Linked DNA regions of Mus musculus: region 2 is linked to region 1. The links are chromatin contacts, called in public HiChIP or PLAC-seq maps. All regions are on one chromosome and are shown on one strand. Each heading gives the region's core, a stretch centred on a gene start, on an enhancer-like site or on the middle of the called end of the contact. The rest is flanking DNA. Distances are from core to core; before and after follow the strand shown. Region 1 has its middle 20 kb from the start of Gm32322. Region 2 overlaps Frmd6 (FERM domain containing 6).

Evidence for each region. HiChIP or PLAC-seq counts read pairs in DNA pulled down with a chosen protein or histone mark.
Region 2: an H3K27ac HiChIP or PLAC-seq map of regulatory T cells shows a contact between it and region 1, with 5 times the contacts expected there. The contact joins two enhancer-like sites. A contact is called at or near these places in 1 of 15 datasets of contacts at CTCF or cohesin (the NIH/3T3 cell line), 9 of 484 Hi-C or Micro-C datasets (Th2 cells, cerebral cortex, cortical neurons and 6 more), 9 of 115 datasets of contacts at active chromatin or transcription factors (bone marrow-derived macrophages, embryonic fibroblasts, embryonic stem cells and 2 more) and 4 of 9 other capture datasets (adipose tissue, embryonic stem cells, liver and 1 more).

The regions. Positions count from the first base shown.
Region 1 is chr12:70,710,930-70,716,542 of GRCm38.p6, forward strand. No RefSeq gene overlaps it. Among named protein-coding and RNA genes, the nearest start is that of Gm32322, 20 kb to the left of the region's middle. Within about 2 kb of position 2,397, at least 182 of the 459 cell types and tissues checked have an H3K27ac peak or open chromatin away from gene starts, as enhancers often do. A contact at or near this core is called in cerebral cortex, cortical neurons, granulocyte-monocyte progenitors and 1 more, where this site is marked.
Region 2 is chr12:70,880,078-70,885,690 of GRCm38.p6, forward strand. Frmd6 (FERM domain containing 6) reads left to right here. Exons shown (of 14, transcript NM_028127.3): 6 at 542-728; 7 at 3,589-3,744. Among named protein-coding and RNA genes, the nearest start is that of Gm32664, 21 kb to the right of the region's middle. Within about 2 kb of position 2,089, at least 68 of the 459 cell types and tissues checked have an H3K27ac peak or open chromatin away from gene starts, as enhancers often do. A contact at or near this core is called in cerebral cortex, cortical neurons, granulocyte-monocyte progenitors and 1 more, where this site is marked.

The DNA of each region.
Region 1 (5,613 bases), core at 1,147-3,646:
TTTGTCTCTGGGCTGCCTTCTGATCTGAGAATATCCTCTCCTGTCCTATGGAATGTTTTTGGGTTTTTTTATTTTTCTCTCTCTGTTTTGTTTTTCACTTTTTGAGTGTGTGATTTGAAGTACCGAGTTCTGATAACATTCAACTTCCTGTTTTTGTCTTCTTGTCATTGCTAAGAAGCCATTGCCTGTCCCAAGGTCAAGCATTTCTCTTCTGAAAGTCTTGGCTATTGCACTTAGAGTGGCTCTTTATAGTTTGAGATGATTCCCCATTGTGATGTGAAGGAGAGGAGCCGTTTCAGCCTCTTGCATGTGGATACCCAGGCGTGCTGGCACTGTTACAGGAAATCTATTCTTCAGTCTGTCTCAGCACTGTCATCAGAAACTCCTTTGTAGGAAAAACTCCTTTGTAAATTAGAAAGGCCCTGTCTCCTCCTGACCTGTCAGTGCTGTCTGATTGATCTATGTGTCTACCCGTAGCACAGTGCCTTGATTCCTGCCGCTTCTTGCTAAGTTCTAAACTTGGGAAGTGTGTCTTCTTCATTTTTCGTTTCCCACGCCATTTTGGCTAAGTCCTGTGGGTTTCCGTGTGTATCTGGGAATTTCTACAAAGAACTAATTTGGGATGTTGGTGGGGTGACTTAAAACATGGTCTCTGAATAACACATCTTATAGCTTCCAGTTCCCCAACACCAGCTGCTTCATTTAGATATCTGAAAATTCTTTCAATGGTGTCCTGTTATTTTCAACATCCTAAACTTGAATTTCTGTGGTTAAATTCGCTCCTGATGAGTGTTTTGTTCTTTCTTGATGCTGTTATAAATGAAATTGTTTTATAATTTTTTAATGTTCGTTGCTACTGGATTTGTACATTGTACTGCTAGTACACAGCAATGTAAAGTTGACATGTATACATTGATCATTCCCTCGTGTGTCCTTCTTGTCCTCCTCTACCTTCCCTCTCTCTCTTATTCTCCATACTCTTCTTCCCTCCTTTCTCACTCCCTCCCATTCTCTTTCCCTCTTTCTCCTTCTTTCCTTCCCCTCCCCATTACTTACTACTCTCCCTCTTCTCTTTCTTTCTCCCTCCTCCTATCTCCCTCCTCACACTGCATCCCCCTGCCCCACATCTCTGACTTGTCTTCCCCTCTATTCTTCTCTATCAGCTAAGCTGCTGTTGTCACTGCATTTTGCCGATGCTGCTCCCTCTGTCTGGATTTCACCTCTCATGTGTGATCTTCTGGCTCATCCTTTGGCTCGAGCACATGGGCTGCCACTATGCCAGTCTATGTGTCCTGGGTTTGGGGCAGCTGCAATACTGAGTCTCTATTGGTTTACCTCCCCGTAGTCCCTCATTTGCACTACCCATTGACTAAGGTTGCATCTATGAGTCTTTGCCCACTATAATTTCCTTATATAATATAAGGTTTGCCACCTGCAAAATACCCAGCATGAAGAGCACTCAACAAATCATTCTTTGGATGAAAGAAAGAGCAGTTAACACTTGGGGAAAACAGCTCTTGCTAAGAACTCTAGGGTGTGTGTAGGTGGGGCACATACCACCTACAGAACCAATCTGGCCTCCTTCGGCAGCATTGCATTCCAGAATGGAATGTGATCATCTTGGGAGAGCAGAGGCACAGAGATCCAGGCCAGTTAACTCTTCTGTGGTTGTTTCTCTACCAAAACTCCCTGCCTGGGGGTAGGAAAGTCAGAAAGAAAATTTCAGTTCCCTGAATCATTTGTAAGTGAATAAACTGTCTGACTCCTTTGCTTTTTTACCTGTCCTGAGGTACAGCTGACTTCTGCTGGGGGGAAGGGAAGAGATGCAGGATTTTCCTTGCCAAATTCCTTTTCCCTAACAAATAGGGAAATTCCTGACCAGCTGTTGCAGTGAGTAGAAAGAAAAATATTCCCTTGGAACCCTGCGGCAGAAGACACTTTGTGTGCTGGCTCCTCTCAACGAGTGTCTAGAGCCTTCCAACTACTGCTCTCTCACCCGGGGTTCTTCATAAATCTCAGAAGCAGCAGCCGGTGTTTTGTTTTGTTCTGAGTTGGAATTTCCTTTAGCTTCAACTCTGGTGTTCAGAGGGCAGGATAAAGCCTAGAACATCAGGAGGGAGACTGGGGGTGATAGACAGGAGAGGGAGGAATGAGCCCAGGCTGAGATGGGCTGCAGCTACTCCTGATGTGGGATGGACCATCCACCCCATCTGGGACTCCACAGTCTGCGGCCTGGCCAACAGAGGAGATCCATTTACATTTGGGGATATTATCATATTGAACTAGGCTTAGGCTTCCTGTATGAATTGAGCTTTGCTGCTGGGTGTGCTGAGACCTTTAGACACACAGAGTAATGTACTGTGAGACTGAAACACTGCTATGTAGGCATCTCTGTTCTAGCTCGGGAGTCTCCATCACCTAGCCTAGCACGAGGCCTGGATCAGAGTGCAGCTTAGCTGAAAGGACAGAGTGTTTAAATAAGATGATGTAAATTAGGTTTTCCCTTCCTCTAAACCAAAGGGTGCAAATGTCCACAGCACTTCAGTCACTTAGGGGAGGTAGGTCACCAGTCAGGAACAAATCCTGTGAGTAAATAAGTCAAGTCATTATTTTACCATCAATTAAAAAAAAAAAAATCCAAGAAAATTGATTTCAAAATGAAAACACATAGCTTACTGTGTGTATGTTCTGAAATGCTTTGTCAGAGGAGACGACACGTGTTTATACTGGAACAAAAATGAAAGGGGAAGTTTGTAAACGCAGTGCTCGCCCTCCTACCCTGTCAGCAATGTGTGTCCGGTCAAAGTTACCTGATGAGGCTGTTGGTGCTGGCTTGGTTTTGGTGGAGGAGATTGGGGGTTGGAAGGGGGAGGGTGTTGTTGTTTGGGTTGGGTTGGGTTGAGTTGTGGTTGTGGTTTTTTGCTTATTGATGTCAAAATATCTCTCTACTTAAACGGAGAAAAACGACTTCAGCAAACTGTTCTAAGGTCAGTAGTGCTGTGTACAGTGCCTTGAACCTCGGGTTTCTGAGGATTTCTGGGCACATTTCCAGTCGCTTCCGATCAAGTTTGCCTCTAAATGGAGCAGAACTCTGAGTCAGGACGACGTCCTTGCTAAGTTTGTTACAAACTTAGCTAGACCTGAATCTGCTGCCTTAGCTTCCTCGGCTGTGGGAGCGTTCCCAGTCACCCAGGTGCTATTTTGGTTCCACACGGATTCAGTGAGCATGGTCTGAGGAGCCAGGGAGAAGACCGGAAGCTCACTTCGAGGTAGAGGTATCATTTTCCCCTCAGTGAAATGGATGAACTTCTCCAAGGGTGGCCCTGATGACTAACACGGGGAGAGGATGAAAGGAGAAGGCAGGAGGGAATTGTTTTCTCAGCGATCCCAGAGGCCAGGCGAGACCCATTATTAAGATGCGGAAACGTGTGCCTGGTTTTTGGCTGAGAAGAAAAGAGCAATAGAAAGGGGGAAAAAATGCTGAAAGCAAATGAGAAGAAAGGGCTCGGGGAGAGATTAACCTTGACCAGGGAACAGAACTGTGACGTCGGGTGTTGCGTGGGAAGAGTTTTGAGTGGGGAGACCGAAAGCACACTTATGTAACCAGGCCCTGCAGAAATGTCATTTAAAGTCCTCAGCAGCTTCGCAAGCTAAGAAGCAGAAGCTCTGGAGGGTACTGTGAGGTGCCTCTTACACATTCTCCTTGCCTTACACAGTCTCATATGCTGGCGGGGGGGGGGGGGGGGGATTGTTTACTATGGAAGGAACGTAAATACAATGTTAATGCCTCTCAAAATGTGCACCCAAGACGTTGGAACCAATCACCAGGCACTCGCATGCCTCTAGGACCCATACCAGATGCTTCGAATCGACTCTTTGAAAGTTGATCTCAGAAATTTTCATTTCTTTTGGAAAAAAATAAATACAGCATAAAATTCATAACATTAAAAACTCTGAAGTACAAATTCAGTGACATTTGGTGCAGTCACAATGTTGTACAACCATCTTTACTGTCTAGTTCCAAAACATTCAATAACTACGCAAGACAACACTACACCCATTGAGACTTTAGTCCTCTTTATTCACCTGCCTCCCTTCAGTCCTGATGAGCGCAAACCTACTTTTACTATGTATCAATGTGCTCATTCTGGATTGTTTTTGTTTATGTGTTCATGTATGGTAGCACATGTGTGGTGGTGGTGGTTGTTGGTGGTGGTGGTGGTTGTTGTTGGTGGTGGTGGTGGTTGTTGGTGGTGGTGGTATGTCTGTGTATAGGACAGAGGTTGATGTTAGATGTCTTTCTCAATTGCTCTTCACTTTACTTCAGGGCAGGACCGGGTGTCTCTCCCTGAACTACCAATCAGGCTCATCTGACTCCCCAGCTTTCCCCGGAGATCCCATCCAAGCACTCCATCCACTGATCCATGTATGAGAACCCAAAAGGCTCCATTCAATTTAGCGCGTTCTCTGGAGTTCTCCCTAAGAATCCTTCATCAATGCCTGCTGTACATGATTGATCATCTCTTTCAGTCAGTCACAAGGTGACAGAGGTGTGGTTGTTTCCAGTATCATCTGCATACAAGTTTCCACCTGAGCACTTGTTTGCCATTCGTTTGAATATATAACTAGCATTGTAAATGCTGGGTCCCATGATTCTGCGCTTGACTTAGTAGCAAACTGCCAAACTTTCATGGAGCTGCACCAATCAATTTCCATCCCTGCTCGTGGTTCACTCTCCCCTCTCTTCCTGCTTTGTTCTGCTTCCAGAGGGAGCACTGTTTCCTTGTGACTTGGATTTGCATTCCCTAATGAAAGCACAGAGATTGAGTACCTCCTCTCACTCACTCTCTTCCAGTTTGTTTTGTAGATCTTCTTTGGAAAAAAGGGTCTACTCAGGTGTATGCTCTGTGAGTGTGCATGTGCTGTGTACTGAGCTATACCCACAACCCCATTTACAGTTTTTGTTTTGAGATAGACTAGCATCTAAGTTGCCTAAGTCAGCCTTGAACATACTCTGTAGGTATGGTGGTTTGCATAAGCTTGGCCCATAGGAAATGGTACTATTAGGGGGTGTGGCCTTGTGTAGGAAATGCGTCACTGTGGGAGTGGCTTTTGAGCCTATACTCAGGCTCCACCCAATGTGAAATGAGATCCCCTCCCCTTTCCTGGCTGCCTTCAGACCAAGATGTAGGACTCTCGACTCCTCAAGCATCATGTCTGCCTACATGCTACCATGCTTCCTGCCATGGTGATAATGGACTGAATCTCTGAAACTAAGCTAGCTCCAATTAAATGTTTTCTTTGTAAGACTTGTCTTAGTCATGGTGTCTCTTCACAACAATGGAAACCCATAACTAAGACAATAGGCAAGGCAGGTCTTGAACTTGAGATATTTCTGTCTTCACTTCCTGAGTGGCTAGGGTATAAGCCTGGGCCACCAGGCCAGACTCCACACTCATTTTTACTGGGTTGTTTGTCTTTGTTTTTTGTTTTGTTTTGTTTTGTTTTGTTTTGTTAATGTATATGAGCACACTGTCACTCTCTTCTCACACACCAGAAGAGGGCATCTGATCCCATTACAGATGGTTGTGAGCCACCATGTGGTTGCTGGGA
Region 2 (5,613 bases), core at 839-3,338, 170 kb after region 1:
TCAAGGAAAGCATTGGTTCTTTCATCCTCGGGGCAGCGGGGAAAGTAACAAGCCACTGGTGCTCAGATCTCCTATAAGCGTTTTACGTGCTGTAGAGCATCTGTGATGCGCTAAGGAGGGGAACAATCAAGGACCATCAAACAGGGAGGCCAGGCTTGCCCCTCGGTTTGTTCCCACTAAGGGAGTGAGAAGCACAACGTCGCTATGCAGACTGCAAGCGCCCAGCTTCTGGCACGTCCAGCTTGTGTTCTGTGACATATGCACCTTACTGGAGTGGAGTCCCTCAGAGCTGCCTTTTCTTTGGATGAGCCAAAGGCTGTGAGCTTTAGGGTCTGTTTTTGGCAGCTGAGCCTTCTGCCCCTGCAGCCTCCTGAGGTGGTGATCTGGTTCCAGCTTGGGTCTTCCCCACCTCAGTGAGGAGGACCCAAGGGAGCCGAAGCAAAGGGCCTCTGCTAGCAGATGCATATGAAATTTGGGATCTGTTGGCATGTGCTTGTAACATTCCACCAAAACATGACTGCTGTTTTCCCGTATTTTCTAGTGACCGAATTGCAAGATACTATTATTACTGGCACCTACGGAAACAGGTGCTGCACTCCCAGTGTGTGCTCAGAGAGGAGGCCTACTTCCTGCTGGCAGCCTTTGCACTGCAAGCTGACCTCGGCAACTTCAAAAGGAAACTGCACCACGGAGACTACTTTGAGCCAGAGGCTTACTTCCCGGCATGGGTAGGTACTGTCTGGATTCTCCATACTGCCTGTTCAGACACAAGCCTCTTCAAGAGATGAGCCTGCATGTTCTGGGCCCAGGGAAATCGCTGTGATGCCCAACTACCAATCGGAGGCTGGGAATCTTTCCTAGTCTGCTCATGACTGAGGAGGCTCTCTGGCCATCTTAAATGCAGAAGAACTTCAGCTTACCCAGCCCCGTGTTGGAATGTGCATAGCAGTGATACTCTGGGGTTTTTTGTTTTGGGGGGGTGGCGGTTTGTTTTGTTTTTTAAGCAGGGTTTCTCTGTGCATCCCTTGCTGTCCTGGAACTCACTTTCTAGACCAGACTGGCCTTGAACTCACAGAGATCCACCTGCTTCCACCTCCCAGGTGCAGGGACTGAAGGTGTGCAAGCCCACGCCTGGCTAGCGGCGACACTCTCCATCCTCCCGGTGAATTGTATTTTTCCCCTTTGAGGGAAAATGATTACTTCTCAAGCGATGAGATCATTCACAGTTTTAATGGGCTGAGAAAACAACTCTGAATCAACATTTGGCTCTGACCTCTGTGTCCTTCCCTGCCAGGCGAGGAGCCGTCCCCTTCTGTCAGGAGAAGATAGATAGATGTAGGTCATTCTGGCAGGAGTAGGCTCACACACATGCTCCGTAGCCTGTTGGGGTTGCCAGTCCTCCTGCAGGCCGCTCTGTCCCTCTCTTCTGTGGCCTCGGCTCTGGCTCAGGCTCTCTCCCCTACTGTTGATGTTCACCGGAACAATGGGTCACCTGCGTCCACAAAGCAGAACCGCCTGGCTGGCTTCCCAAAAGATAGGCCAAGTGTGCTTGACTTTCTGGCAGCTTCCTTCCCATCCGTGTGCGTTCCTCGGTCCTCTTCCCCCACCTGCTCCCCTTCAGGCAAGCACATGCCATCTCTCGGGTCATTCATGCCCTTTATGTTGCCTGATTCAGTAGGCGCTCTCTTCTCCTTTTGCTGAATTTTTCTGCTGCCCTTGGCACCTAGCCACTTACACCAGGGAGATTTCATCCCAATCACGGTTTTTCATGCCTACCTTCAGAATATGCAGGTAATGCCTAAATATGCCTGCCCTGTACAGTGAGGTGGCTACTCATTCCTTAGTTCCACAGACTCGGAACACCCCCAATCACACTCCTCCCTCCCCCACCTCCACAGAAACAGCCCTACCTCTGTTCCCCTGTTGTCAGAGGGCTGGAGGCTGCCATAGGCCCAGTTGCCAGAACCTGGCATCACATGGACTTGGCTTGGCACTGTGCCTCTGCCACATTCCTACCCACATGCTCTGATGTGCCCACTCCATTTCCTGTTACCCTGCTTAGTCCCTATTTTGTCACTATTGGTTTCCTTCTAAGTCTACTGCATCCTTCCGTTTGGCGTTCCCTCCCTGGGTCTCAGAGCTCAGCACAGTGTTGCAGAGCTATTCCTGCTTCGGTGTCCCCCAGCTTGCTCTGAGAGGAGCGAGCCTCTTACTTTACACAGTACCTGCAGGAACTCCCCAGTCACCTGTGGTGTGAAGTCCTGGCTCCCAAGTGTGCAACTCCAGGATCTGGTTGATTTCTTAGACTGGATGCTCTGGCACCATCCAGCTGGTGACTCTACAGATGTGTCCACACAGCTGCTGGGGTGCCTTAAACTTCTGAACCCACCGCAGCCCCAAGCAGGGTTTCTCTCTGCAGCCCCAGCTTCCCTGAAACTGCCTATGCAGACCAGGGTGGCTTAGCACTCACAGAAATGCTCCTGCCTCTGCCTCCTGAGTGCTGGGATTAAAGGTGTGGGCCACCACCGGCCTCCATGTAGAATCCTTTGTGAAGTATGAAAAGTAAGCACCAAACAACAGATGCTGAAGTCACGTTAGAGCTGAAAACTCGCCAGTGTCCCCCACTGCCACCATCCGAAGCCCTTGCTTCTGCTCGTGTTGCCACTGGCTTTTTGTGTTTTCAGACCCTTCTGAAATCCGCATGGCCATTCCCAACACCCTCAGTATGCAGCCACCGGGTGCAGGGTGTAACTCACATTTGAAAACTCAGTGGGGGGCTGGTGAGATGGCTCAGCAGGTAAGAGCACCCTGCTGCTCTTCCGGAGGTCCTGAGTTCAAATCCCAGCAACCACATAGTGGCTCACAACCATCCCTAACGAGATCTGACTCCCTCTTCTGGTGCGTCTGAAGACAGCTACAGTGTACTTACATATAATAAATAAATAAATCTTAAAAAAGAAAGAAAGAAAGAAAGAAAGAAAGAAAGAAAGAAAGAAAGAAAGAAAGAAAGAAAGAAAGAAAGAAAGAAAGGAAGAAAGAAAGCTCAGTGGACCCCATCCAATTCTAAGCCCCAGCAAATCACAGGGAGGGCGTGTTGAATCGAAACCGTTTCCTCCTGTGTTTTCAAGTAGAGTTCCTGGCCTTTCCTGTGAAAACCAGTGTTCCAAAGAGTCCCGCCTGGTCCTTTACCTTCCCCAGATGAACGTTTCTAGTCTCACGTTCTGTGTGGGGGATTGTGGGAGTTAGTGGGACTTCAGTCCTGCAGCTGTTCCCTGACATCATTTCTTCCCACAGTACCATCGTTTAAGAGCGTAATCCGTGAAGTATGTGAAATTACTTCAGTTTGCGTGGGACTTCTGCTCACGTCGGTGACTCTTTAAACCAAAAGAATCTGTTTTCCCCAATTACGATTGTTTGTTCTACCAAGTGGGCGTTATATCTTACAACCTTAACTGGTTCCTCCCGGTAGCCTAAGAAGACAGCGAAAATGGGATAAAAATTAGAATTTTCTAGTGAGAAGTATCCAGCTTCATGTGGCCTGAATTAGCTTCTCATCCTCTTGTCGGTTGGGGCACGGTGTCCCCACAGGTTGTTTCCAAGCGGGGGAAGGACTACATCCTGAAACACATCCCAAACATGCACAAGGACCAGTTTGCCCTGACGGCCTCCGAGGCCTACCTAAAGTACATCAAAGAAGCCGTCCGACTGGACGACGTCGCCATCCATTACTACAGACTGTACAAGGTAGGAAAACCCTCCTTCCTGCGCGAGATTTCAGCTCGCCTGAGAACTCTGCTTTCCTCTTACAACAAGCTGTGGGAAGCTCTTCTTTTGGCCTGCCCTTGGTTACACGTGTCAGGCCTCCGTGGTCTAGCCCGGAAGCAGCATGTTAGAGTTCTTAAATGTTTGTAACGTGTGATAACGAAGGGCTGCGATGGTGATCTGCCTCTGAGGGCCTTATGCTATAGTTCTTTTTCTGCCTGGAAGAGTAACCTTTGCAAGATGTTTGGTGAATGTTATTGTAGTATTGCCCTGTGAAAGCCCCACCCTCATTATATTCCTTTAATTGTGGGAATGTTCCCACCGACCCCAGTGCAGACAGAGCACCGTATGCCTCCTTTTTTTCCTTCAAACCCCCACACTGTATAAAAAGTGATCATTTTATAAGCCAGGAAACTTGAGGCTTAAAAAAGTTAAATAATTCACTAAGGTTGCAAAACCAAGTGGCAGAAATGTGGATTGCAGCCCAGGCTCCTGGGTGACAGAGTTTCTGTGATCAGTTAGTTGCCTCAGGGACTCGGGTGCTCCGTATTCTCTTTGCATCCTATGTATCCCAGGCCTCCTTTCCACAGAGCGCTGTGAAGATGCTCTGCACACTCATGCTGGGCCTCAGCGTGCTCTGCCTTCTCTTCCGTGCTCCTCTCTGTATCTTCCCTATCCTGACAAGGGTCATTCCTGACTAGAACTGGATTCTTCTAAGTACTCAGGGTATATTTGCAAACCCAGTGGGACGAAGTTGTTAAAACATGGCCCGTGGGGTCTGACCGTGGGTTGAATCCCAGTTTGGCTCCTTACTATGTGACCCAAGGCAAGCATTTAACATCTCTGTGCTTCAGATTTCTCATAGGTTAAAGGACACTGGGACCTACCTACCCCTTAGGACTGTGGGAATTGATCAGTGAGCCATACCTGTCACATGACAGGCATGATGATCAGCATGGGATTTTGTTGATATGTTGGTTGTCCCTACCGCACCCCTTACGCTGAGTTAATATAAATGGGACCATTGTCCGGGGAGAATATGTTTGGTCATATTGCTGGGTGGTCATGTTACTAAATGTAACTTCCTGGCTGGTTCCAAAGCTCAGAACACTCCCTCTCCCTCCCTCCCTCTCCCTCCCTCCCTCCCTCCCTCCCTCTCCCTCTACTTTCCTCCCTCCCTCCCTCCTTCCCTCCCTCCCTCCCTTTCCCTCCTTTCTTCTCTCTCCCTCCCTCCGGCTCCCTCAAATTACTGCCTCTCCATCCTAGGAAGGCATATGGAGGACCGTAGATCTCTGTCGAAATTCCTAAAGGGCTGACTCACTTTTTCTGAGAAATTTCATTCTGACATCTCACTCTACACAAGAAAATTCCTATAAGTGGCGTCTGGGACAGTCGGCTCCTATTCTGAAGTATATTAGAAATATAAACAGTACACTGGACAGAGTCCGGCCTTGGGATGGGATGTCAGTTAGAGGCCCTGGGGATCTGGGCAGCTGTACTGGTCATGGGCCATCTCTTGAATAAGGGAGACACTGCACTGTGAAGGCCAGAGGGGTCCATGCAGTAACTAACAGTCCTGACACGGCAAGGCAGGACGCCTGTGACATCAGCAAGTGTTCAGAACGTATCGCTGCTATTGCTTTATTTGCTAGTTTAAAGAAATCTGATTAGAAATTAATCTTTCAATAAAACTGATGTGTACAAATTAATCTTTTTGAAAAAAGAAAAAGAAAATTTGCTTAGTATATAGTTCTGCATTGTATAGAAAATATCTGCTTTAAAAAGACATTTAACAAAAGCTGTAACTGAAGCGGGGAGATGAGTTACTGGTACCTGACAGACACCGCCCAC